7 separate regions of the Mus musculus genome follow, and all the other regions are linked to region 1. A link is a contact called in public HiChIP or PLAC-seq and promoter capture Hi-C data. All regions are on one chromosome and are shown on one strand. The core of a region is the stretch at or near the end of the contact, and the rest is flanking DNA. Distances in the headings are between cores, read along the strand shown.

Evidence for each region. Promoter capture Hi-C pulls out the DNA fragments that hold promoters and counts their contacts. HiChIP or PLAC-seq counts read pairs in DNA pulled down with a chosen protein or histone mark.
Region 2: a contact with region 1 is called in a promoter capture Hi-C map of liver, with 6 times the contacts expected there. The contact joins the promoter of Tle2 here to the promoter of Arid3a in region 1. A contact is called at or near these places in 4 of 39 promoter capture datasets (hippocampal neurons, liver and pre-B cells) and 1 of 484 Hi-C or Micro-C datasets (B cells).
Region 3: an HNF4G HiChIP or PLAC-seq map of pancreatic cancer cells shows a contact between it and region 1. The contact joins the promoter of Nfic here to the promoter of Arid3a in region 1. A contact is called at or near these places in 3 of 39 promoter capture datasets (liver and pre-B cells) and 2 of 115 datasets of contacts at active chromatin or transcription factors (bone marrow-derived macrophages and pancreatic cancer cells).
Region 4: a promoter capture Hi-C map of liver shows a contact between it and region 1, with 4 times the contacts expected there. The contact joins the promoter of Cactin here to the promoter of Arid3a in region 1. A contact is called at or near these places in 4 of 39 promoter capture datasets (the C10 cell line, hippocampal neurons, liver and 1 more) and 1 of 115 datasets of contacts at active chromatin or transcription factors (pancreatic cancer cells).
Region 5: a contact with region 1 is called in a promoter capture Hi-C map of liver, with 9 times the contacts expected there. The contact joins the promoter of Tjp3 here to the promoter of Arid3a in region 1. A contact is called at or near these places in 4 of 39 promoter capture datasets (the C10 cell line, liver and pre-B cells) and 3 of 115 datasets of contacts at active chromatin or transcription factors (astrocytes, embryonic forebrain and pancreatic cancer cells).
Region 6: a promoter capture Hi-C map of liver shows a contact between it and region 1, with 2.8 times the contacts expected there. The contact joins the promoter of Zfr2 here to the promoter of Arid3a in region 1.
Region 7: an H3K4me3 HiChIP or PLAC-seq map of embryonic limb bud shows a contact between it and region 1, with 11 times the contacts expected there. The contact joins the promoter of Dapk3 here to the promoter of Arid3a in region 1. A contact is called at or near these places in 2 of 39 promoter capture datasets (maxillary cranial neural crest and neural stem cells), 1 of 484 Hi-C or Micro-C datasets (CD4 T cells), 3 of 115 datasets of contacts at active chromatin or transcription factors (embryonic forebrain, embryonic limb bud and pancreatic cancer cells) and 2 of 9 other capture datasets (adipose tissue and liver).

The regions. Positions count from the first base shown.
Region 1 is chr10:79,925,347-79,928,950 of GRCm38.p6, forward strand. Arid3a (AT rich interactive domain 3A (BRIGHT-like)) reads left to right here and starts at 1,995. Exons shown (of 9, transcript NM_001288625.1): 1 at 1,995-2,054. Gm40715 (a long non-coding RNA gene) reads right to left here and starts at 1,645. Exons shown (of 2, transcript XR_001779822.2): 1 at 1,116-1,645; 2 at 1-243.
Region 2 is chr10:81,573,280-81,576,883 of GRCm38.p6, forward strand. It overlaps Tle2 (transducin-like enhancer of split 2), which reads left to right and starts at 2,008. Exons shown (of 21, transcript NM_019725.2): 1 at 2,008-2,412; 2 at 2,526-2,623; 3 at 2,957-3,020; 4 at 3,250-3,363. The coding sequence starts at 2,389.
Region 3 is chr10:81,425,416-81,429,019 of GRCm38.p6, forward strand. It overlaps Nfic (nuclear factor I/C), which reads right to left and starts at 1,758. Exons shown (of 10, transcript NM_008688.3): 1 at 1,661-1,758. The coding sequence starts at 1,690.
Region 4 is chr10:81,319,443-81,323,046 of GRCm38.p6, forward strand. It overlaps Cactin (cactin, spliceosome C complex subunit), which reads left to right and starts at 1,661. Exons shown (of 9, transcript NM_027381.2): 1 at 1,661-2,004; 2 at 2,996-3,563. The coding sequence starts at 1,769. It overlaps Pip5k1c (phosphatidylinositol-4-phosphate 5-kinase, type 1 gamma), which reads left to right. Exons shown (of 18, transcript NM_008844.3): 18 at 1-532.
Region 5 is chr10:81,289,554-81,293,157 of GRCm38.p6, forward strand. Tjp3 (tight junction protein 3) reads right to left here and starts at 1,714. Exons shown (of 21, transcript NM_013769.3): 1 at 1,495-1,714. Pip5k1c (phosphatidylinositol-4-phosphate 5-kinase, type 1 gamma) reads left to right here and starts at 3,410. Exons shown (of 18, transcript NM_008844.3): 1 at 3,410-3,599. The coding sequence starts at 3,506.
Region 6 is chr10:81,231,328-81,234,931 of GRCm38.p6, forward strand. Zfr2 (zinc finger RNA binding protein 2) reads left to right here and starts at 1,836. Exons shown (of 18, transcript NM_001034895.3): 1 at 1,836-1,915. The coding sequence starts at 1,863.
Region 7 is chr10:81,181,008-81,184,611 of GRCm38.p6, forward strand. Dapk3 (death-associated protein kinase 3) reads left to right here and starts at 2,000. Exons shown (of 9, transcript NM_001190474.1): 1 at 2,000-2,089; 2 at 2,969-3,068. The coding sequence starts at 2,077. It overlaps Eef2 (eukaryotic translation elongation factor 2), which reads left to right. Exons shown (of 14, transcript NM_007907.2): 11 at 1-150; 12 at 221-403; 13 at 486-618; 14 at 882-1,502. The coding sequence ends at 1,075.

The sequences.
Region 1 (3,604 bases), core at 745-3,244:
GGAGAACTTCAGGCCTCAGTTTCTCCCAATCTAACGTGGGAAACCGTCTTTTCAGGTGCGATAGCACCACCTGGCGGCCTCCACTGCTGGGTTGAAGCCCCGCCTCCATGATGAAAAATCTTACCCTGGGCGCAGTTCCGCTGGCGCCCGGCAGGCGGCGCGCACACCCTGCGGCGCGAGTCGGATGCCTTTCAAGTTGCCAGAATTGTATCTTGTGAATTAGGAGACCTGTCATAAGGAGACCTGTCATTATGTCATTATGCTTGCCACCTGGACCCTTGGCTAAATATATCCCTGCCATAAAAAAGGGACCAGCAGATTTAGGCTTTTGTCTTTGAAGATTCTATCAAAAAATACTAAGAACAGTATTTTAGGGGTCAGCAACAAGGTTCAGAAGGTAAAGGCACTTGCTGACAAGCTTGGCGTCCTGAGAATCTTGGCATCCCAGAATACACATAAAGGTGGAAGGAGAAAGCCGACTCCACTAAGTTTTCCTAGGACCTCTATGCGTGAGCTGCTGAAGCCCTTCTGGTCTCGGTCTCTTTCTCTCTCTCTCTCTCTCTCTCTCTCTCTCTCTCTCTCTCACACACACACAGACACGAGAGAGAGAGAGAGAGAGAGAGAGAGAGAATGGGAATGTATGTTGCTTTCATTATCTTGGCAGAATGTTTTGGGGGGTTGCCCAAGTTTACAGGGGACACACAAGATGATTAGAGGGAGAAAGATCTGCTAGTAGCCCGTTTGATGCTGGAGAAGAATGCTGGTGTGCAGGCCCAGCTCCACCCCGGGGCCACACCCCAACACATCAAGGTGTCTAAAGTTTGAAGGCGCAGTTCGCTGCCACCTGCAACTTTCTTAGCCTTGCAGGCTAAGGTTCCAAGCAACTGCTGCAGTCTCAGATTCTAGGGAGGATTCCGGGAACTTGGATTGGCCGGAGCCACCCCATCTCTCCAGACACTCACACAAGTGGCTTTCAAGGGGCAGACTGCTCAAGATCCCCACAACAGTCTAACAAGGGACCTGAGCACCACCTATGGGGAACTAGTCGAGGTCGGGGGTTGCCCTGAGCACTGGCGTTACCCACTAGAATCGTCTCAACTTCTAGCTGAGCTCACATCATGCCTCGGTTTCCCAGCCTGCAAAATGGGACCTCAGAATCCAGTACTCTCCCGAGACGAACTGGGTAGACCGAGGCAGGGGCTTCACTGAGTTGGTTAAAGGATGGCCCTCCTTTCCCTCGCTCCTAGGTACGGTCGTCACGGTTCCTCGCATTTCCTCGAACGCGCGCGCAGCCCAACCCGGTGCTTTTGCGCACGCAGCGCCCTCACACCCCAGCGTCCCAGCCCCCGCAGATCTAGCCTAGCCGGGGGTTTTTAAGCCCATTTCAGAGACGTGGAGCCTCAGGCCCGGAAGGTTAGGGTAGCATAGTGGGCGGAGGTTCCAGCTCCAAGCTTGGCTTATCCATCTTGCGTTCCGGGTGAAACCAGGAAACGGCCGGGGGCCCAGGTGACTTTCCGCTCAGAGGTGGGGCGAGGAACCCTTTTTAACTCTTCGGGATTCCCGCGATGGGGCTCTCGCAGCCCCGCCCTCCCGCTCGCGGCCTCTGCGCCGTGGGCTGCGGCGTGCACTTTGCGCACGGTCCCTAAGATGGGGGCGGAGCGTCCCTCAGTCCGGTTCCCCCTTCCTTTTATTATTTATTATCATTTAAAGGGGCCGCGACCTGAAGTTTTCCGTCCACTCTGTGGCGGCTCTCCGGCTCCCCTCCACCTCCTCCCACCGTGGACGTCCTCAGATTGAGTTGGAGAAGGGGGACCCCGGTGTGGTGTCCTGGGAAAGCTTGGAAAGGGGGACCCTGGAGAGACACCCACCACCTCCTCCTGCGTCCCCGGGGCTGCTGAATCACCGGCGAGGTATTTGCATCTGAGAGCAATTTGTCACACGGCGATTCGTCTGCTGGGTGGGGGAGGGGCGGGGCGGGGGGCCCGGTCGCGCGCGGAGACCTCGTCCCTATCCGATCCAGACGGATGGAGATGTAGACGCGGCCTGGAGACTCGGTGAGGCGGGTGACCCCGAAGCCAGGAGCGTGCACTGGGCACCAGGGGGAGGCCAAGGGGGAGAGAGGCCACCGGAGGCCACCAGCAGGCTGGACTCTGGGCTGGGCTCCGGGCACCGGGGCATGCGCCCCCCGGGCCACCCCGGGCGGTAAGGCCTTTTGCAGCGCGGCTCTAGCGATCTCTCCTAAAGGTGGCAGCGTAGGGCACCCTGGAAACCGACAATTGCGGGGTCTCCAAAGTTAGGCAAAGACGCGCGCGTAGAGGGGTGCAGGGCTGAGTATGCGACTTGACGGATCAGAGTTGGGGTGGCTGTTGCGGTTGTAGATCTTGGAGACCTTCATCCGGTACACGAGTGCGCGGGGGTCGCGAGTGCGCGCTGTCCCCTGGCGGAAGGAAACGGACCCGGGGTGTGTGTGTCTGTGTATGTGCGCGCGCGCAGAGGACTGGGGGCTGCGCTCTGGGAACATGGTTTTGCTTTTTCTTATTAATTAAAAAAGATGTTTGGAGATAGGATCTTACTGTGTAGTACGGGCTGACTTAGAACTCGAGTTAAAGCTCAGACTAGCCTGAAACTCGAGGCCATCCCCCTGCCGCAGCTTTCCTTCCCAAGTGCTTGGGAAAATCCCAGGCCGGGCGCGCCACCACGCCCCGGTACCTACAGTTCTTTTTCTCTTCCAAACCTGTGTCCAGCGGGGTCCGCCCATCTCCCCCCCCCCATTTCGTTCCCTAGCTCCAGTGTACTACTGGGACTGGGGTCTCCACTTGCCCCGCGGGGTGCGCCCATCCAGATCCCTCCGGTAGGGTCCCCTGCCCCCCCCCCCCCGACACAAAAGAGGGAGCAGGAAGCGCGGAGTGCGCGCGTGTGTGTCAACTCGCAGCGGGTTTGTCAAATATCTTCCGTTTTTTACGACTTGGGCAGCAGGGTCACCCCCCCTCCCCAGCTCGCTCTTTCCAAGAAGCCTTTGAAATACCGACTCCACTGGGGGGGTTGTTTGTTTGTTTTTTTGTTGTTGTTTTACATTTGTCCTCTGACTGGGGTGTGTTTTTGCACACGTCTCCTGGGGGGGCACAGTGCCTTCTTTCCCAGCCCCCTCCCCAGCTCCTGCCCTTCCCCCTCCACCTCCCTTGGAGGAGAGAGGGGCCCCTTTCGCCACCCTCGGGCCCTGGCCTTGCACAACTCCAAATAACCGTGTTTTGCAAGGCCTGGCCGAGCTAGTGACCTCTCTCTCTCTCTCTCTCTCTCTCTCTCTCTCTCTCTCTCTCTCTCTCTCTCTCTCTCTTCCCTCTCTCCCTCTCCCCCTCCCTCTCTCCCTCCCTCCCTCCCTCCTTCCCTCCCTCTCTCTCTCTCTCTCTCTCTCTCTCTCTCTCTCTCTCTCTCTCTCTCTCTCTCTCTCTGACCTGAGGCTTGGAGGTGGTGGGGGGACTAGGGTGTGGCTCTGGGTCTCTTCCCCACTGCAGCCAGATCCCCCTTCCACAAACACCAGCTACCAGTTCCTAGTAGATCTTTCTGAGAATGCCATAAATTGAGGGTGGGGGCCAAGGACAAAGGG
Region 2 (3,604 bases), core at 758-3,257, 1.6 Mb after region 1:
CACTCATTCTCAGAGGGCTAACTGTCTAGGTCAGAAAGACTGTCACTTTCTGGGCCCACGGACTTTGTAAAGTTCCATCTACAATGTTAACCTTACTGAGCGCTCTCCCACACATATGATCGCAGTGGCTCATGTTTGTTCCTCTGTCATCGCTTGTCTAAATTGTTGCTTTTCATACAGCTCCTGACCAGCCAGCTGTGATCTTGGCTGCTCTGTGGCTCATCTCCCAGAGTTTGATCAGAGAGAGCTCCATTCTGTCCTTTTATCCTGGAAGTCCTAGGTTTTCAGCTAGTATCCTCCTGCTGTAGAGCGCTGGCCCCGTGCAAGTCTCATAAAGGCCCCTGTCCTCTGTAGCTGACTTAGCTGCCCACAGAGATCCAAACGTTAATGTGGATGTGAGGTCTTTCCCCTATGATTGTTGCCCACTGTTTCCCAGTGCATAGTAGTTCACAGTAGCACCAGGCATACATTTATTGATTGATTTAATGATGGACCAGAGCTCAGGTTTCTTTCCTTGGTTTTTTTTTTTCCCTCCCTCTCCCTGAGACAAGGTTTCTCTGTGTAGAACCTGGTTGTCCTGAAACTTGCTCTGTAGATATCTTAGTTAAGATTTTACTGCTGTAAACAGACACCATGACCAAGGCAATTGGGGCTGGCTTACAGAGTCAGAGGGTCAGTCCATAATCATCGAGACAGGTGCATGAAGGCCTCCAGGCAGGCATGGTACAGGAGGAGCAGAGAGTTCTGTGTCTTCTTCTGAAGGCCCCTAGAAGAAGTCTGACTAAGGCACTTGGCAGAGCTTCAAAGCCCACTCCCAGAGTGGCATACTTCCTCCAACAAGACTACACCTACTCCAACAAGGCCACACCTCCAAATAGTGCTACTCCCTGGGCCAAGCATGGTCAAACCACCACAGTAGACCAAGCTGTCCTGAAACTCAGAGAGATCTGCCTGCCTCTGCATTTCAAGTGCTGGGATTGAAGGTGTGGGTCCCCTCCTTCCTCTTCTGAGGTCTAGTCCTGCCAGAGTTGGAAACAAAGGATGATTCCTGGGGGGAAGGGGGTTTCCATGGTGACAGGTGGCTTCTCAGCTCTGGGGGACACCCTTAAACTTGATGGGATGTAGGAGGTGGCCTGATGGCACACAGAGGCCTGTTGTCCCAGCTACTACAGGGACTGAGAATTCCAAGCTCAAGCTTTGCAGGGGCAACTTAGCAAGGCCTTGCCTCCAAAAGTAAAAGGGGGCTGGGGGCGTGGTCAAGAGTGGAGTCTCTAATCCCTAGTGAGGGGCTGGGGGCGTGGTCATGGGTGACTTCTGCCTAGAATCCCTCGGTGAAGGGCTGGGGGTGTGGTCAGAGGTAGAGCTGCTGCCTAGAATCTCCCAGTGAAGGTCTGGGGGCGGGGTCAGTGGTGAAGCCCCTGCAGAAGATTTTCTAGTGTTCCGGTTCAAGATACACAAGAGTTCTATGCACTAAGTTTAAAGAGTCTGGTCCTTTAGGAGCCCAATCTGGATAGAGGAGGCCACCCAGTTGGCTGGTGGTGGCACTAGCATGCAAGTCTGTAGTGGGCTCTGAGCCTGACCAAGCTGCCCTGGGCTCTGTCCTGGATCTCTCCAGAGTGGGGCAGCATTGGTTGACAAGCATAGCCTGGGTCTGCTCTTCCTGGGACAGGTGTGTATCTCTCTCTCTTTCGATCTTGGGGATGTTTATCCTTCATAAGGGCATAGTGTCGCTGTCCCAGAGAAGCCACTTGCAGCCCCCACGGCTCCAGAGGCGCGCGCACAGAGATTTTTTTTTTTTTTTTGCCTAATTTCTCTCCCCCCGGTTTTTTTTTTTTTTTTGAGTGGGGGTGGGGCGGGAACACTAGGATCGAACCCAAGCCTCAGTTTCCCCAGCGGGTCTTGGAACCGAAGAAGCAGAGCAGGCGGGGGCGGCGGTGCCACCTTAAGGCGGGTCCCGCCCGCGGCTCCCAGCCGAGCCCCGCGGAGGGAGGCGGCTCCGCAGCCACTGAGGCCACCAGCGCCGACCCCGGGCGGCGGCCACAGACCTGCGGCGCTGACTGCAGCTGCCCCTGGGTTGTACAACCCCGGACGCGCTGGCTGGAGGGGGGGCGCAGCGCGGGGTCCTGGTCCCCTGCCCCGACAGGCTCTCCCTGGCTGCTCTTTCTTTGCGTAAAAATCCCTCCCCCAGCTCCGGCTTCTCTCCTAGCTTTTCCAGGCTCAGTCTCCTTGCACCCCAGCTCTAGCTTAGCACCCCAAATTCTACTGCCTGCTCCTCCCCGCACCCAATTCTCTCCCCAGCGCCACCTCTGCACCTCAGCGTCCCTTTGCCACATCCTCAAGCCTCCAAGAAGCTGGGGGGGTCCATTCTCTCACCCATCCATCAGCAGGATGTACCCTCAGGGAAGGCACCCGGTGAGTACGGAGACTCCCATCTCTGGCTGCAGGAGGTGGGGACCAGGGAGGGGACTCCTGCCTGCTGTTGCCCTGGAACTCACCCTAGTGTCCTTTCCCACTCTCCCCCTCAGACCCCGCTGCAGTCTGGCCAGCCTTTCAAGTTCTCAGTACTGGAAATCTGTGACCGGATCAAAGAGGAATTCCAGTTTCTTCAAGCTCAGTACCACAGGTGAGGGAGCCCTAGTTCTGGGCCCTGGGAAGCCCCATGGGGGTGAGCGGGGACTCTTGGAGGGGCGTGGTTTCTAGGGCAAGGGGCGGGGCTCATTGGGCCTACTGGAGGGCTTTCTGGTGGAGGTGGTGCCCAGAAGAGTGTGAGATGAATGGATTCAGGGAAAGCCTTCCCTGAGAATGTTTTGGTCCCAGGAGTAGATCTGGGCTCGAGAGGACTGGGAACAGTTTCTAAAGGAATGGGGAGCCAGCAGCTTCTGCCTGTCACTGTGGAAACTGACCCATGTGGGGTGTGGCAAGTCAACCCCCATTTTTGTCTATTCTTCCTGCCCAGCCTCAAGCTAGAATGTGAGAAGCTGGCCAGCGAGAAGACAGAAATGCAAAGGCATTATGTGATGGTAAGGAGTACCTGCCCATTCTGCCCACTTCCGTGTTCTCCCTAAAAAGGGCAGGCTGGGATACCAGGCACTGTTCTGTGGGTCTCCCCCCCCCTCCAATTTGGGGGACTACCTGATTGTCCTATCTCTCTGAGCCCATCCGTGATCCATCTTGTGGGTTCCCTGTCTGGGTCTCCATGGGGCTCAGGGTGTTTGTGTCTTGCCCTGATACTCGTACCACCCCCTCGAGGCTGCACCCCATCAGTGTCCCCAGGGTGGCACCAGCTATCCACACTGGCCAAGACTGTCTCCTTTGCAGTACTACGAGATGTCCTACGGACTCAACATTGAGATGCATAAACAGGTGACCATGTGGGGTACGGGTGTCTGCGGGGAGGGTCTAACTAAGTTCATCCACATTTCAGGTGGTCATCCCAAAGGTTCTGAGTGGATCTGAGATTTGAGATAGCCCTGAAGGTTCTGAGGGTTCAAGGATCTGAGATAGCCCTGAAAGTTCTGAGATAACTGACAGTTCCAAGGACTGGAGGTTCTGAGATAGCCCTGAAGGTTCTGAGGGCTTGAGCTTCTGAGATAGCATTTGGAGT
Region 3 (3,604 bases), core at 508-3,007, 1.5 Mb after region 1:
GGTTGCCCCCGCCCCCAGCTCCCAGCAGCAGCCTGGATGGAGGCCTCCAGAAGGCCAGGACGGGGAATTCCACGTGCCCAGGCTGCCTTCCAGCCGGCCACGTCTGCCTCAGACCTCTCAGCCACCAGTAGTCAGTCAGCACAGAGACTCCAGTCTCCCTGGGGTCACACAGCAATTACATCCCAATGCCGGTGCTCTGGCGGCAACTGAGCAACGCCTGCCCTGGGCTGTGGGGTGACCCACTCCTCAAATCTCACTTGAAGTAGAAACTGAGGCCTGCAGAGGGGCAGGCATTTATCCAAGGTCACCAGGGAACCCTGGGTAGGGCAGGCTGGGGTTCCCTCAGTATGAGGGTCTCCCCTGGGGATCACAGAACTGCACCTCTTACCAAGATGGAGGGACCCGCAGGAGTGGAGGACCCCAGGATCCTGTCCCTGAGATGGGCTACCTGGGTCTTCCCTGGCAAAAACAACCATGGCCCTCACAAAGTTCTCCTCAGGACATCAGACAACTGCAATTCCCAGAACCAACACAGTCTGGAGACCACTATGTCTCACTCTCTTTCAGGGGAAACTGAGGCAGACACAGCAAAAAAAAAAAAAAAAAAATCACAAGAGGCTGTGGAGTTGGAAAAGACAGGCTTATGATTCCAGGGGGCAGACACAGCTGGGGGGCTCCTTGAAGGGGGGTCCCCTGGAGGGATGGATGCACCCCTCCCCACTCTCCCTCAGATGCTGGAACCCAGCCAGAGGGGCACAGCAGGGCAGGTGCTGGATTGGCCACCTAGTACGCAGTGTCCGCCAGTCCCCTGCCGCCGCCGCGGCCTCCTCCTCCTCCTCCTCCTCCTCCTCCTCCTCCTCCTCCTCCTCCTCCTCCTCCTCCTCCTCCAGCCCTGGCCTCTGCTCCTCCCGCCAGCCGCCTGGCAGCGCCTGCTCGGCTCAATAATTCAAGAATCAATGCGGAGCTGGGGGGGAGCTGAGCCAGGGAAGGGGGGGGACCCGCGATGGACACCCGCAAGACTGCCCCTCCCCCCGCGCGCCAACTTCGCGCGCCCCTCCCCCTTCGCGCGCACACGTGGGCCTGAAATGGAGGGGGACACTGCCAGCTGGAGGGGGGGGCGGCCACCTGGGAAACCAAGAACTCGCGAACAAATAGTCTAGGGGTCCCTTTACCGCACAGCTAGGGAGACCTACAGTGCAGCAGGGAACCCCAAGATCAGTCCTACGGGCGGGTGGGGAGCGTTCTACGTGCGGGTGGGGTGCTTCCTGCGGACACCTACTCTCTTCTCCATCTGGAGGGGACCCAGACTTCCTGGGTGCAAAGGGTGAGGGCTGTGGGGAGGACGCCAGCCCCCCCCCCCATCCAGCCAAGACGAGAGAGAGTTCCAAAAACAGCCGATTTAGATCAAAGTGGGGGCCCAGAAAATGGGGTTCCAAGTGTGCAATCAAGCTTAACGAGGATGGAATCCCCAATCTCAAGAGTTGCCCGCACCCCAGGTCCATGCCAGGAACACCCTGGCCTGGAAGAGGGTGGGTAGAGAGGACGCGCGCGCTTTTTTTTTCCCACCCCCGCTGCGGAGGGGAGGTTCCAGACTGCAAGAATGCGGTTCCAGGTGGAGCCGGGGTGCGGGCCGGGGCCAGGCCGGGAGCGGGGTGCGTACCTGGGTCAGGCAGAGCGGGGAGGAATACATCCCGGGGCGCTGGCACCGGAGGCGCAGAGGCCGAGCGGCCGCCGAACTTACTGAGTCATTTTTGCAGCCGCCCTCCCGCTCCTCCCTCCGCCGTCCTCCCCGCCCCGCGCCGCCTCTCGCCCGCCCCCGCTCCCTCCCTGCCGCCCGCATCCAACTTTCAAAGAAATCGCCGACAGCAAACAAGCAAGCAAACAAACAAACAAACTATGTCTCTACACGCGGACCCCCTAGTCCCCTCCCTCTAGAGCTATCCATTTGTAGAGGAGGACACAGCGATCAGGTCCACGAGATGGGGCTGAGCCCTTAGCTGCCCCCCACATCCCACCTGAGTCCCTGCAGCAGCCTGCCTCTGCCCCCAACTGTACCCCAAACTCCATCTGTCCCCTCACCTGTGCCCTCAAAGTGGCCACTGCCAGTAGGGTAGAGGGGGACCAGTGTGGGAGGCTTTCCCTTAAAAAGCCAATAAGTGGTCTAGCAGCAGGTATGGGGTCCCTGGGAAGGGTGCGGTGCAGGACTCAAGGCCAGGCCAGGCTCTGACACTACTGTGTGATAAAGAGCAGAGTGGGGTGATCCAGGCCAACCAGGTCCCCAAGTTTAGATCAGTGTCCAGGCTGCCCATTTCATATTTGGGGAATCTGAGGCACAGGGAAATCTCACTCCAACTAACTTCATTTTTCTTCTCTTTTCTTCCCTTCCTTCCTTTCTTTTAATTATTACTATTTTTGAGCCAGAGTCTCATGTTGCCCAGGTTGGCCTTGAACTCACTATGTAGCTAAAGATGACCTTGAACTCTGGATCCTCCTACTTCAGCCTCCTGGGAAGACAGGTATGCTGGGCCTTGCCCAGCTGGAGATCACCTTTCTGAAGGCAGCGTCTGAAGAAGCCTGCACACCCCCACCCCGGCCACCAGTGTCCACTCACAAGTCTAGGCCTTTTTCAATTATTTCTCTCCCAGGGACCCAAGGACATGGGATGTGAGGGCTGGGGGGAGAGTGTGCTACAGAGCAGTAAGATGCTTTAATCCGTTATCACTGTAATTCCAGTGAAGCCAAGGCCCAGAGAAGGAAACCACTGGTTGGGGTGTCGGGTCCCAGGTGCCTGCCTGGCACACCGGCCACCTGGTCCATACCCCAGGAGATGCCTGTGAGTGACACTATTAGGAGTACCCACGGATACTGACCAAACCACCTGTCAGATTGGATGCGCGCCCTTGGGATGTCCAGGACACCAGGGCCCACACCTGTCATCCCAGCAGGGATGAAGAGGCAGGAGTGTCAGAAGCCAAAGGCCAGCCTGGGCTACATGAGCCCATACTGATCACCTCCCTATATTAGGGACAGCACACAGCAGGTTCAATGCATGCATAGTGTGCATGTGTGGCTCTGTCCCAGCCAATAAACATCATTCTCCCTGAACCTCAGTTTCCCCGTGGGTGTCTAATGTTCTGGGTTGTGGAGATGCAAGCAGACACCAGCACCGAGGTGACCATGTGCCAAGGGTGCATCGGGAGGCTCAGGAGGACACTAGACTTGTACCTCAGCTGCATATGACCCATTTGTTAAAAAAATAAAAAGTCAGGGTGCTGGAGAGACAGCTCAGCAGTTACAGTCCCAGCTGCTCTAGCAGAGGAACCCAGTTTCGGTTCCCAGCACCACCCACATGGCAGCTCACAACGGTCGTGGGACCCCGACACCCCCACATGTGGGGCACACAGATATAAATAACAAAATAAACAGAAATAAATCTAAATATACAAATTAAAGCCAGGCATGGTGGTGCATGACTTTAACCCCAGTGCTCAGGGGGCAGAGGCAGGTGGATCTCTGTGGTCAAACCTAGTCTACAGAGAGAGATGCTATCTAAAAATAAAGGCATCTTGCTGTTGTTATTCTTACCACAGTTGCCTCTGGAACT
Region 4 (3,604 bases), core at 411-2,910, 1.4 Mb after region 1:
ATCCTGTTCTCTCCAACGGCCACTATTGCCCCACCGTGGACGGTGTGTGAACTGTACTGTAAGGCCTGGGGGCTCCTCCAAGGCTGAAGAGGTGCCCTCTCCGGCCCACTTCTGTTCTCCTCAAGCCATCCCAGCAAGTCCCCTGTCCAGCCCCACATCAACCTCAGTGCAATATGCCCTCCCCGTGGGGTCCCTTGGCACGGTACTGTCTGCAGCCCCTTGTCTCTCACCCCTAGCTCCACTCTCCGGTGGTTAAAAATCGCATCGCACATCCTCCCCCCAATCCTGTTTTTATTGTTGAATCCATTCTGTAAACTACAAACCTCGTGTGTCTTACTCATCAGGACTTGGGATCCCTCGTCCTCAGCCTATGTGGTCTGGTGTTTGACAATCCAAGCACAGTGTCCTCTTGGCACCAACCAGAGGGGCCTGTCCCTCCAGCGCAGCCGGCAAATGTATGCAGTCCAGGTCCCCGCCCCACCTGTCACAGCCCCTCTTTTTGAGATCTGTAATAAATCTCTAATAAGAAACAGCTCCTCTCCGGTGACTTATGCGTGCGTGCGATGGGAGAGCAGGCGAAGGGTGGGCACCACGTGTTTTGTCTCCCCCGCTCTAAACCCTCCCTGGATCCCACATGATGAATCCCAATTCGCAGATGACTTCCTTTCTCCAAGCCTAAACTTCCCTATCCATAGATTAGCCACAAGTTGAGCGCAGTACGCAAGCTGGCGGGCGTAGTAGTACTCAGACTCGTCCTGGAGTCAGCCAGAGACTGTCTGTTCATGTCCTGTTGTTTTATTAGCTCGGAACCGGTTGCTACAAGGCTACCCTAGAAACCGAGGACTCCCGCGAGCGCTTGGGTCTCCGGGTTTCAATTTTTAGAAGTACACCGGGCCCTGCAGGTTTAAGTTCCGCCCACTCTAGCCACGCCCCTTTGACGTCCTTTTCCAAGCCCAGCAAGACCCCTAAGCGCAGTTTCTGGGTTCATTGGCCCCGCCCTCAGATCCAATGTGTCCATCTCGCCCCCAAGGTCCCGCCCACCGCCGCTCTACTTCCTCCCACTCCTCAGTCGGCCACTCTCGACTACATATCCTGCCCGTACCCATTCACAGTTCGTAGTTACAGATGTCAATCTTGCCTCAATCAGCCCCTCTTCCACCCTCTCAAATCCTGATATGCACTCCTCCGCCCATTGGTCTACGCCTGTCAATCTAGTTTACCAGACCCCGCCCACCCCGGCTCCCGTAACCGCCATTCTTGCGTTCCTTCTCAGGCCACGCCCAGCGCAGGTCCCCGGCCGGGTCTCCCGATCTACAGTTGTCGATCTCCGTAAGCCCCGCCTAACCCAGCCCTATTCTTTCCCCATAAGCTCCTCTACTAGGCTCCGCCCCTAGGGCACTGCCCATGCAAGTGCAGGCTCCGCCCACTAGGCGCCTCTTCCGCCCTGGAACAACCGCCTCGTAGCTCCGCCTCCCTAAGCACGCTACTCGCCGGTCACCTAGGGCGCGAGGGAGGGCCCACCTAGGTCAGTCTCCTTCACTGCATGAATGGAGCGTCAATCCGCTAGTTCTAACGGCGTCCCGTTAGGAATCTACTATGTGTTCCCAGCTTGAGAACTCCGGAGAAATCTCGGGTTATGTTGTCCCTGGAGTCCCGGTTAGAGGGAGTAAGTCATTCCCTGTGATCAGGCGCACTTTGGACAGTCCTTAGAGCGCCGCGCCAAAGGAAAGCCCCCGGCGCCAAGCTTCCTGGTTGTTTACGCGCGCGCATGCGCGGCGCGGGCCGCCAAATGGGTCGGGACTCTCGCTCGCGCTCACGGTCTGTGGGTCGCAGGGGTCGGAAGCAGCGGAGTCGAAGCCGGGGCCGGAGCCGCAGCCGGAGTCGGAGTCGGAGTCGGAGTCGGAGTCGGAGCCGGAGCCGGAGCCGGAGCCATGGGCGGAGCAGCCGAAGGCGACGGGAACACGAGCGGCGGCGCGAACGCAAGCGGCGCAGCCGAGGGCGCAGGTGAGCGTCCTGGGGGCTGCTCGGGCCTGGGAGCCGAGGGACAGGCGGGGCAGTATCCGAGATGCCGGGCTGCGCCGGGGCAAAGGAGACTTCCGGGGACCGCGGGCCATGAGCATAGGGGACCGAATGACTCCACTCGCCACCTCTGCATTCATAGACATTGTCTTGTCCCGGGCTGGCCTCCTGCGTCAGCCTCTGGAATGCTCGGGATTACAAGCCATTGCCTCACAGTTAAGGTTTTTTGCATTTCCTCATAGTTAATTCTGCTCAGTTGACAGCCCTTCTTCTCAACTGGCAGTACTTCTAACAAGTTGACCAAAGCCTAATCAGGACACCGTTCATACAGCACTGGAGATACAAGCCCGAACAGCCACATCTATCTTTTACTGTGGGTACTGGGGATTCGAACTCATGTCCTCAAAATACTACCTGGTGGTATTCCTCTTTCGTGGTTCCTGGGCTGTCAGAGAGTCCATCTATTGGGCCTCTCGTCTGTCATTTCTCATCCCTTCTACCTGTCATCTCAGCAGGACTTGACGGCACTGTACACACCAGTAACCCCAACACTTAGGAGACAGATAAGAACCAGCCTGGCTGTAGAGGGAGTTCCCACCTGATAGCATTGTAGATGTCATATTTAAAATAAAACAAGCACTCAGAAAGCAGAGACAGGAGGGTCTCTGAGTTCCAGGACAGCCAGGGCTACACAGAGAAGCCAGCCCTGTCTCGAAAAAAATCAAAAATTAAAAGAAAATAAAAACTACATAAAAAAGAACTACTCCCTCACTTTTAACCTTCATTTCTCTTGCTGTATTGTCTGTTATGGCCCTGGGACTTGTGTAGCTCTACTATGAAGGACAGCCTAGCTCATGTGGGGAGCAATGTGATTTACAGGCCGGTGAGGCTAGAATTCTAGGCAAGTACCTCAGCACCTAGGATGGTGCCCAGCAGCAGCCAGCATTGAACAGGTCTTGATGTGTCCTTCCCACAGGTCAGATTCGGAAGGAGAGCAGCGGCAGAAGTCTAGGAGGCGAAGCCAGAGCCTTCGACCACCCCGATGGCACTCACAGAACCAGTCCTCATGCTCTGACTCGGGTGAGGAGCGGGCTCAGGGCTCCTGGGCCCGTAAGGGTCACAGGCGCTCGTGGTCCCCGGGGTCATCAGCGTCTAGCTTGGACTCCCCAAGACGCTCCCGGAGTCCCGGGACAGCTACCCTGGCCCTGAGCCAGCAGCAGAGCCTGCAGGAACGGCTGCGGCTTCGTGAGGAGCGGAAGCAGCAAGAAGAGCTGCTCAAGGCCTTCGAGACGCCTGAGGAGAAGCGTGCGCGGCGACTGGCCAAGAAGGAAGCTAAGGAACGCAAGAAGCGGGAGAAGATGGGCTGGGGTGAGGAGTACATGGGCTACACCAACACCGACAACCCCTTTGGAGACAACAACCTGCTCGGCACCTTCATCTGGAACAAGGCCTTGGAGAAGAAGGGCATCAGCCACCTGGAGGAGAAGGAGCTGAAGGAGCGCAACAAGAGGATCCAGGAAGACAACCGTCTGGAGCTGCAAAAGGTAGGCCGGCCTCGCACGCACGCACACTTGCATGGGAGCTC
Region 5 (3,604 bases), core at 464-2,963, 1.4 Mb after region 1:
GGGCTCCGGGCTCCCTCCATTCTGAGCACACTTGCCTGAGCCTTAACCTTCTACCCAGGCCTGTCACCCCAGACGTCAGTTCACCCCCAGTGCTCCCGTCTTCTCTTCCTAAGGTAGAACAAACCACACATGATGGGGCACACCTGTCATCCCAGCCTCCGAGGTAAGGAGGGAAGATCAAGAGTCCAAGGTTATCCTTAGCTACTTATGGACACAGACACCAGCCTAGGCTATGTGAGATCCTGTCTCCAAAAGCTGAAAAGATAAAATTATGAATGTCTGAGCCTTGTTCCCAATATACGTGACATACAGTAAATGCTCAAGAAATACACACGTCTTTGTTAGGCAGCCCGTCCCCATAGCCAAGTGTCCCACTGACCTCAGCCACGAAGGGTGTTGGGTTCTACCCTGAGCAAACACTGCCTCTCTGGCACGCGGCCCGGCCCAGGAGGAAGAACCGAGCCTAAATTCTCATCGTGGACTTTCCCCAGCATCGGTGCCACACGGAAGTGCCAGGCCAGACAGGGATTTTTCTAAGATGTCGCCCCAGGGAGGTTTCTTGGGGGTTAGCTCTAAGGCCCCCTGTGCGACAGTCTTACTCTACTGTGCAGCCTCCGGGAGCAGTTACTCCTGTTTGGGCTTCACTTCATTTTGTGCCAAATAACTGGGAACTGAGCTGGGAACAAGGGCCCCCAGCGCCCCAGCGCCTGCCACTATAGCATTAGCTTCTCCTTGGTGCAAAATGAAAAACTGAGGCTGGGCTAGTGCAGCAGCCAATACCAGAACTCCCAAGGCCAGGTCCCCCTGTGTGCTGATCCTTCCCGGAGAATAAGATAACCTGGGGGGGGGGGGATGGTGGTGATGTTGGTGGCTGGACACACCTTCCTGAAGGAATTGTTTTTCTTTGTTTTGGGGCAAATGACACAGAAGGTTCCTGTGCCCCTCCCAACTCCTCTGTCAATCCCATTAGGCATCTGTCCATCCGTTCTACCCTCGTCGTGCAATTCTCAGCTGACAGACGTGCTTTGGGGAGCTGACAGAGCTCCTGTCCTCTCCTGTCCCCACAATGTATAACCTAGGACAGGTGGCACATTCATGCCTTGGATATATGGGGTGACCCTCAGGGAGAGTTCCAGAAAAACTCAAGAGTTAGTTCAGGAGTACCCCAACTTCCTCTGCCATCTCCCAAAACTGCAGGCCAGCCTCCCATGGGAACCAAGATCCTTCCTGCTAGGGGATCAGGGACCAGCCTCCCTAGCCACCACCTGCGCTCACAAAGACCCTTTGAAGGCTGGGCTGCAGCGTGCTGGGCGCTGTGCCAGGGCAGAAACTGCACCCGCTGGAACTTTCTGAAACTGTGTCAGATGTCCCCACAGGATGCCAGCTTCCGGCTCCCATGGGGGGCATCCAGAGCAAACTTGGGGGTCCCGGGAGCCTGACATGGGATCACTTGGATGCATAAAGCCCTTGGGATGAGCTCAGCTGGAGACTTACCGGTCTGGAAGGCTGAGTGAATGGACGCAGGGTGGGAGGTGGAAGCTGGGTCCTGGATAGCTGTCAGGCATGGGTGGCAGGGAGGAGACCCGAGCTGGCTGCTCGGGCCGGGCAACCTGTTTGCTCAGCGAAAGCGGAGTGGAAGGAACGGTGGGCGAGTCCCTTTGCCGGGTGGAACCGGCAGGACTGTGCAGGTTGTGCGCAATTGTGAGTGCAAGAGAGGCCGGCCTGCAGGTGGGAGGGTTTGTGGCTCAGTCGCAAGGTGCTCTCACGTGGCCAGACAGGCCTTAACCCCTGAGTACCCAGAGAGGCCTAGCTAGCCCTGCACCCCACAGCATCTACACCACAGAGTAGGTGCTCACAAAACACTGAGCATCCTACGGGATGAATGGGCTGTGCCTCGCGCTGCAACTTACCCGCTGTCAAGCTTCCAGCTTTCATCACAAGGGGGGACACTGGAATAATCAAAACTCTCATGGAGCCACAGCCCAGCTCATTACTATGGGATTCTAGGCGGGAACTCCACCCCTGACTACGTCCCCAGCCCCCTCACTGGGGAATTGTAGGCCATACCACACCTTTTAGCCACACCCAAGATCATTATCTACTCTATTGGCATTGACTTCCCTGTCTGTACACCTGACCCCTTGTGACTTTCCAGTTTCAGACTTTATTTTTGGTTTTTTGGTTTTTTTTTTTTTTTTGAACTTTGCTTCCTCTTAATTCGAGCACTCCTGACCTAGTTCCTTCCTGTGATGCCCAAAGAGATCTCAGCTTTTATCAGGTGTCCATATCGCTGGAGGAGTTGGTGACCCCATCTTAGTTCCTGCGGCAAGAAGACTTCAGATTCAGGCTTCTAACCCGCTTTCAGAAGGTGCTGTTACTGGGCTCCAGTGACCACACTTTGGAAGCCCAGGCTTAAGTCAAGTTCTGTCCACACCACACACCAAAGCGCTCTTTCTGATGCAATTGTCTTAACGGATGGTCCACGCCTGTCCTAGCAAGGAGGAAGCTCAGACTGGAGTGTCTGTCTCAAAAACACAACAAACAATATATATTACATACATCTTATTATTTTGCAATATGACATATGCTTATTTTTATTGATAACTTATGTTGTAAAGCGATAAAATGACAGTAGTAAAATACACTTCTAATATATGTAATAAATTTCTTTAACGCCCACACTCCTATAGCCCAGGTTGGTCTCTTTAAATCAATATATAGCTGAGGATAACTCAGACCCAGCACTGGGGAGGCAGAGGCAGGAGGATTTCTGAGTTCTTGGATCTCGTAGACTAGGCTGGCCTCAAACTTGGAGATGCACCTGCCTCTGCCTCCAGAGTGCTGGGATTAAAGCTGTGTGCCACCACTGCCCAGTTGTGGGTTTTTTGTTGGTTTTAGTTTTGGGGTTTTGTTTTTTCAAAGATAGGGTCCCACCTATGTAGCCCTGGCTAGGCTGGAACTTGCTATGTAGACCAGGCTAGTCTTAGATTAGCTTGCCTCTGCCTCCGTGTAGTGTCCGCCTAGGGTGCCCCTGAGCCTCATGTCTAGGCTCTGCCCCTTGATATCCGATTGGCTGTAGTAGACTCTAGACCACGCCCCATCTCGGTCCCCTGCAGACGCTCTGGTTTGTTTGAGCTGGTCTGTTCATCCCTCTATGGACGCTTGGAGGCGCTGGTGAGTCGTACTTCACTTTAGCTCCACCCCTGCTACCTAATTGGTCAGGTTCCTCACTTTGCTGAGGCCCCGCCTTCCGCCCCCATACCGCACGTGAACACGTTTCTTCCTGCACCGGACGCCGGAGGGCGCTCGCAACTCCCTTGAGTGTGTGCCGCCCTAAGCCCAGTCCTTATATCCAATTGGTTAGGAGCTTCGCGTCGACGCCAGGCTCCGCCCGGGCCCCGCCCCCTCCCTCCGCCCTGTAGTGCAGGCGGCGCTTGTTGTTCAGCGGCGGCGGCCGAGCTCGGGTGCATCCTCGGGCCCGCCGCCGCCGCCGGAGCGTTCGGCCATGGAGCTAGAGGTGCCGGACGAGGCGGAGAGCGCCGAAGCGGGGGCCGTGACGGCGGAAGCGGCCTGGTCTGCGGAGAGTGGGGCGGCGGCAGGTAAT
Region 6 (3,604 bases), core at 586-3,085, 1.3 Mb after region 1:
CAGTTGGATGGGATGGAAAGACAGTTTGTATCCTGGTCTCAAGTACTGGAAGCGCTGAGACCGGGGGGTGGGGGGTGGGGAGGCGCGTTGCAAGTTCAAATCCAGGTTGGACTAAGGTCAGCCTGGACAACTTGGTGAGCCCCCATCTCAGAAGTGAGAAGAGGGGTCATGCTGGATGGTTCAGCAGGTGTGCGTGGAGCTGTCAGGGAGGAGGGGGGTAGGCAGAGAAGCTGGTGTGCACTGGCAGTTTCAGCCCGAAGCAAGCGCGGGAGGAGGCTGGGGCTAACTGAAAAGCAATCGGAGGGCCATTGATGTCAACGTCTGCCCTCTGCATGTGCACTGACACATGCACTGGCACATGCACACACACACACACACACACACACAAACATTTAAAGAGGGGTGGGGGCGTGGTCAGAGGTGATGTCCTATGTAGAATTCAGCCAGTGGTCAGGGGTAGAGCTCTGCCTAGTATGGCAAGCAAGGGTCCTGGGGAAAATGGAGACTAAGCTACAATTTGATTTAGCAGCTGAGAACTGCAGTTGATTTCCAGACGTTACCAGAAGTAAAAGAGAGCAGAGAAGGATGTCCCCAGTGTCCATAAAGAACTAATCGCCCAGACTTTGGTCCCTGAAAGTGTGAGAGAATAAATGTTTGGGGTTTAACCCCCCTCCATTCAGTTTCTTATCTTTCCTGGTAACTAATATAAGACCCCACATAGTAGTGGATCTCCAAGGTTCTTTCTGCACATCCTGTGAGCACATCAAGTTCCTTCCTGCCACAAGGCCTTTGCCTGTACTGTCAGTACTCTCGGATCTCCTACGTTCATACGAGTGTACATGTGAGTATAGGTCACATAGGCTCTCTCTTCCTGACAACAGGTTTGTTCTAGGCATTTCCCACCATGGAAATGCGTGCCTACTGTCTCACTGAGCACGAGGCTCATTCACCTGTCGGTGCGGCCATAACTCCCACCCACTTTCAGAACCTTCCATCTACCCACACTATGCCCATCACCTCCCTACTTCTTATATCTTACTTCCTGTGTCTGTCAGTCTGAGGACTCCAGGAACCTCCTGGAAGTGAGATCCTGGTCCGAGTGTCCTTTTGTGTCTGACTCATGCTGACATGCTGTCCTCAAGGGCCATCCATCCATGTTGGAATAGGTGTCTGGGTTTCCTTGCATTTTCTGGGCTATTACTCCATTTTGTGTGTTTCCTTTAGCACTGATAAATCAGTTTGCACCTTTCTAGAACACGTCAGAAGTTGGACTCTCAGAGGCAAAAGTCAAGGGCACAGGGCTTGCAATAAATAATAGGGGAAAAGATCACATGTAACTCAAGAGAAACTGCCACAGTCCCCCTGCCTTCTAGAAAGACGTGGGCTACACACCTAGAGCCTTAAGCCTTGGAGGCCACACATGCTCAGGTCAAGGATGGTCACGTGCCACCCACCCACTCTCTCAGCCTTGGAATTTCTCAAGCTTTCTCAAGAATCAGCCAGCTCTCTGCCTTGCGTCCAAGAAGAGATAAGGAAGGTGGCAGTGTACATCAGCAGGTGATGGGGCTTGCCGCCAAGCCCAACTACTGGAGTTTGATCCTTGATCCCTGGGACTCCACGTGGCGGATGGCAGGCCGGGTCTAGAACCGACTTCCCTAAGATGTCCTTTCATCATCATAGAGGCACCTGAGTTAGGCGTCCTCCGTAGGGGGCGGGGCTTGGCCGGTGGGCGGAGACAGGCTGAGGCTCTCTGGGGCTAGGGATGGCAGGTTCGAGCAGGGGCGGGGCTTGAACGAGCACGGGGCGGTGCGTCGGGGGCAAGGCCCTGACGTCACTCCCGTGGGCTCCGGGAGGACGTGGACATGGCGGCTAGCAGCTCTTCCGGCCTCGCGCAGGGCACCAACCCGTCGTCCAGGTAACGAGCCCCGTGGGCGGCGAGGCGCCCCAACCCCGCGGGACTCGGTCGTGAGTCACGGGGAGCGGGGCGGGCCCGAGGCGGGGCGACGGCCCCTGGGGTCCGCGGGAGGGCGGGGCGGGGAGTCCGGGGAGTGACAGGCAGGGTGGGGGCGGGGACCCCGTGGGGATAGGGCTAGCCTAGGAGGGACCGACCTGGATGGGTAGGGTGGGGACCGAGGATGGAGGACAGAGTTGGGGGAGGGGACTGACCTCAGAGAGGACCTGAGACCTTGGGGAACCTTCCAAGCGGGAATAGGGTGGGGTGTTCTGGCCCCTGATGGATAGAATTGGAGTTTTTGGTGTCTGATGTATGGGGGAATCCTCCAGGCAGGGATGGAGTCAGAGTTCTGGTTCCTGATGGATGGAGGACCCTCGAGACGGGGATGGAGTCTGGGGTTCTGATGTCTAGTGGATGGGGGACCCTCCAGATGGGCCTGAATTGGGGGTTCTAATCCCTGATGAATGGGGGACCCTCCAGGTGAGTATGGATTGGGGGTTCTGGTGTCTGACAGATGGGTTACCCTCTAGACAGGGATGAATTTGGGTTCAGTCCCTGATGGATGGGGGGCTCTCCAGACGAGGATGGGGTCTGGGGTTCTGTGTCTAATGGATGGGGGGCTAAGCTAGGCAGGGTAAAGTGAGCCTCTGGTCTTTGGAAGTCAGTAAAGCACAGGCAAGTGGCACAGGCTTCCAATCCAATCTTTGAAGAGAGAAGCTGAGGCAGTGTGTGTGTGTCTAAGTTCAGGGCTAGCCTGAGCTACAGTGAGTATGAGGCCAGGCTGAAGAACTAAAGGAGATGTTGTCTCTAAATAAAAGGCCACATGAATAATGTCCGTGCCAAGTGGAGAGAAGGCGCTTGGCTGTGTGTGAGGAGTTGGGGGCTGACGGCTGGGGACGAGTGTCCTCTTCACTCAGTGGCTTGGTTAGGGTTACAGTTGCAGTGATAACACACCCGGGCCAAGAGCTGGTGAGAGGGTCACTGTGGGGACCAGAGTTCCAGGTCTGTAAGTCAGGCAAGTCCACTGCCGTAGCACAACACACACAAATATACAAATGATGAAAAGAAAAAAAAAAAGAAAAGAAAACGCTCCAGTCAACAGCAAGCTGGGAGGAAAGGATTTGCGTGACTCACACTTCCAGATCACCATGACAGGAGCTCACACAGGGCAGGAACCTGGAGGCAGAGCTGATGCAGAGTCCATGGAGGGCGCTGCTGACAGGCTTGCTCCCCATGGCTTGCTCAGCCTGCTGTCCTATAGAACCCAGGACCAGAGCCCAGGGATGGCGCCACACACATTGGTCCCTAATTAAGAAACCACCCTACAGGCTTGCCTACAGCCTGATCTCATGGAGGCATTTTCTCAGTGGGTTCCCTCCTTTCAGATGACTTTAGCTTGTGTCAAGTTGATCAAAGTTCAGCACAACTGACCTTTGTCAAATTGACACAGCAGTACGACTATTTAGCAGTGACTTTAGTCCTCAAGATCGCTTGTCAGTGAACATCACAATACAAAACATACTACAAACTTCTTTACAAATCAAACCGTTTAAACTCAGTTCGGAGCTGGAGAAGGGCCCAGTGGTTAGAGCACTGGCTGCCATTTCAGAGGACCCAGGTTCGGTACCTGGCACTCTTGCACAGCAGCTC
Region 7 (3,604 bases), core at 750-3,249, 1.3 Mb after region 1:
GAGTGGGACGTTGCTGAAGCCCGCAAGATCTGGTGCTTTGGCCCTGATGGCACTGGCCCCAACATTCTCACCGACATCACCAAGGGTGTGCAGTACCTGAATGAGATCAAGGACAGTGTGGTGGCTGGCTTCCAGTGGGCTACTAAGGAGGTAAGTGACTCAGCATTGGTGACCCTGTGTTCTGAGGGGCTGCTGGTGTCTAACTTCCAGCTCTTCACAGGGCGCTCTCTGTGAGGAAAACATGCGTGGTGTGCGGTTTGATGTTCATGATGTGACCCTGCATGCTGATGCCATTCACCGGGGAGGTGGCCAGATCATCCCCACAGCACGCCGCTGCCTGTATGCCAGTGTGCTGACCGCACAGCCCCGCCTCATGGAGCCTATCTATCTGGTGGAGATCCAGGTAACTTGTGTATCTTAGGTGGTGTCTGTCTATCCTCCTGCCTCTGCCCACTGCTCACCATGTTCTCTCTTTTTCCTCGAAGTGTCCTGAGCAAGTGGTGGGTGGCATCTACGGTGTCCTGAACAGGAAGCGTGGCCATGTGTTTGAGGAGTCCCAGGTGGCTGGTACCCCCATGTTTGTGGTCAAGGCATACCTGCCTGTCAATGAGTCCTTTGGTGAGTGTCTGGTCCCTGGGGTTTGCAGATAACCTGCAAGGCCTGTGTAATATAGCTGCGGGGTGCAGAACAGAAGCAGATTTCTGTCATCACGGCCAGCTTGCTTAAGGGTGCCAGGAAAGACAGAGCTACAAACTACACAGAGAAACCAAAACAAAGGACCCAGGAATCCCTCCTGGGAGGGGTGGCAAGACAGCTAAGCATGTCCCCCCCCCACCCCACCCCCCCAGGGAAGTCACCTGAGTCTCCTGTCTTCTGTCTAGGCTTCACCGCTGATCTGCGATCCAACACCGGCGGCCAGGCCTTCCCCCAGTGCGTGTTTGACCACTGGCAGATCCTGCCTGGGGATCCTTTTGACAACAGCAGCCGCCCCAGCCAAGTGGTAGCTGAGACGCGCAAGCGCAAGGGCCTGAAAGAGGGCATCCCAGCGCTGGACAACTTCCTGGACAAACTGTAGGCAGCCTGATACTGCCACATGCTGCACAGTGCCCACCCATCAGAAGACACCTTGAGACTGTCCCACAGTGCTCCTCTAGAGGCTGCTGGGGCCACCCTGACATCACTCAGCACTCACTTGCTACCAATTCTATTTATTTCGGAATTACAAGATAGCGGGAATCTCTCTGCAGGCTGGACTGGCAGGCTGTGGGGTGGGCGGGACACGGCTCTTAACATTTTCAGAGGGAAACGCGCAGATGTCCAAAAGTCTAAATAAATGCATTCAGAGGTTTTTGGGGTCCATGGCCAAGTGGAGTTCCCCCAGAGGGGGAGGTGGGGTAAGTGCCTCCAGGAAGGCAGGCAGCCTGCCTTAGACTTGCAGCCCGGCTGTGGGAATGAATCATTGGAGTAATAAACTACAGTGGTTGATCCACATGTGCTCGCAACTCTGTTTTGTACAGCGCACGCTTTCCTGGTTTTCAGGGTATCTGGCTACCCTTAGGTGGCCTGCGGTGATTCACACATAACACACACACTGCACCCCGTGCGACAGAATGGGTTTTATTGTGAGTTCACAGTACTGCCTCAGTCCATTCCACAAACTTGAATCACTCCATAGACCTGCACATCAGGGGTTTGGTCTGCGCATACCCGGCTCCAGGTTATTGGCTTTCAGCCTCTCGCGTTAGCCAATCATCAGCCAGGAGCCCAATAATGATGTGCTCCACAAGGGCGGTGTCGAGCCTTCCTGTGAATCTGTCAGGCTGGCCAATGAGCACTGGACTCTCGCCTAGCCTTGGGTGATGACGTCACTAGTCAACGTCCGCTTCCGCTGAGAGGTCAGATGCTAACCAATGAGCGTGTGCATTCAATTTCCGGTTAAAGTCGTAGTCCAATGAGCGCTGGTTTTCGGGTTTTGCGGAGGTGTGCCCCTGCGCTGTCAGCGCATGCGTAGATGCCGTCTCAGGATTTGTACCGGAGGTTCTCGCGGGGGCCTCGCTGGCACCGGGCGGGGACTCGATGGCTGAGGACGGTACGAATGGGCCGGGTCCGGGACGTTGTGTTGGGACCCAAGGGACACGCGACGAGGGCGGGAGCGAGGGGAGGGAACCCGCGAGGGGCATGGCTTTCTCCAATCTCGAGGGGTGGACCTCTAGGAATAGCAACACTGCTGCGCATGTGTCAGGTTTCCGGCGACACCCCTGAGTTCCGGGGTGCTGGTGGGCATGATTGACAGGTGAGGAAGCTAGGTAGGAATTTCAAGAGCCGGACGCTATGGAAGTGTTTCGAGTAGAGAACCCCACGCTGACTTGGAACTCTGTTTAATCCTCCAGCCTCAGCCTCTTGAGTGCTAGGGTAAAGGGCACCTGACACTGTATTGTGTTTTATAGTTTTGTACATATATATATATATATATATATATATATATATATATATACTGCTTGAGAGATGTTGTTCCGCTTCTTTTAGTTATATCTATGCTTGTTTCTGAGAGGGGTGTCACAGTGCCCGCAGGTACCTGAGGTTCCTGAAGAGAGCGTTAGAGGTCATCAGGCCTGGGAGTTAGAGATACTAGTGAGCACTGGAAACTGAACTTGGAGACTGTGCAAGTACAGCACCCACTCTTACCGTCTCAGCCATCTCTCCAGTCACTTGAGCTGGTCTCATGGAACTCAGGCTGGCTTGTAACTCACCAAGTATTTGAGTATGCTCTTGAACTCGTAGCCGTGCAGCCCTCCGCTCCCCAGTGTGGGGTGTCAGGTTTGCTCTACCATGACCAAATTGTGGGTAGAGGCTGTAGATGACCAAAGAAAATCTGGGGCAGGGGCATTGTGTGTCACATATGCTGGGGAAGCCTCTTGGGAGAAGTCGGATCCGTGATAAACATTTCCTGTTTCCTCTGTCCCTCCAGCTCCTGTGTCCCCAGAATCCTTCAGAAGGCCAGCCGCCATGTCCACATTCAGGCAAGAGGATGTTGAGGACCATTATGAGATGGGAGAGGAGCTTGGCAGGTGAGTGGCGTGGGAGGTGGGTGCCCTTCCTCTCCTCAGTGTCTTGAAGCAGTGGCCACAGAGTTTTCTGGTGGTACCACGCCAGACTTCAGGTTCCCAGATGACAGGGAACCTGAGTTCCTTTTCTCTCGTGTCCTCTGTGGAGAGAGACACAGAGACCTGTAGCTGCTGCCCCTGAGCCGGGGACAGTGCCTCGGAGCATTGTCTGCTATGGGATTGTTCTCAGCTCGGTTTCTTCTTTTCCCCCATGAGACAGAGTCTTACTATGTACTCCTGGCTGGTCTGGAACTTGCTCATCACAGAGATCCTCCTGCCTCTGCTTCCCAAGTGCTGGAGCTAAAGGATTGCACCACCACCCTGGCCTTGGCTGATTTTGATTTTGGTTTTTTAAAGGCAGGCTCTCATGTCCCCCAGATTGGCCTTGAACTTCTTTTATGTAATTACTATATTTTGTGTGCATATGTGTCTTAGTCACAGCACAGCTTCCTGGAGTCTGTGCTCTCCTCTCCCATGCGAGCCAGTTCCAGGGACTGAGC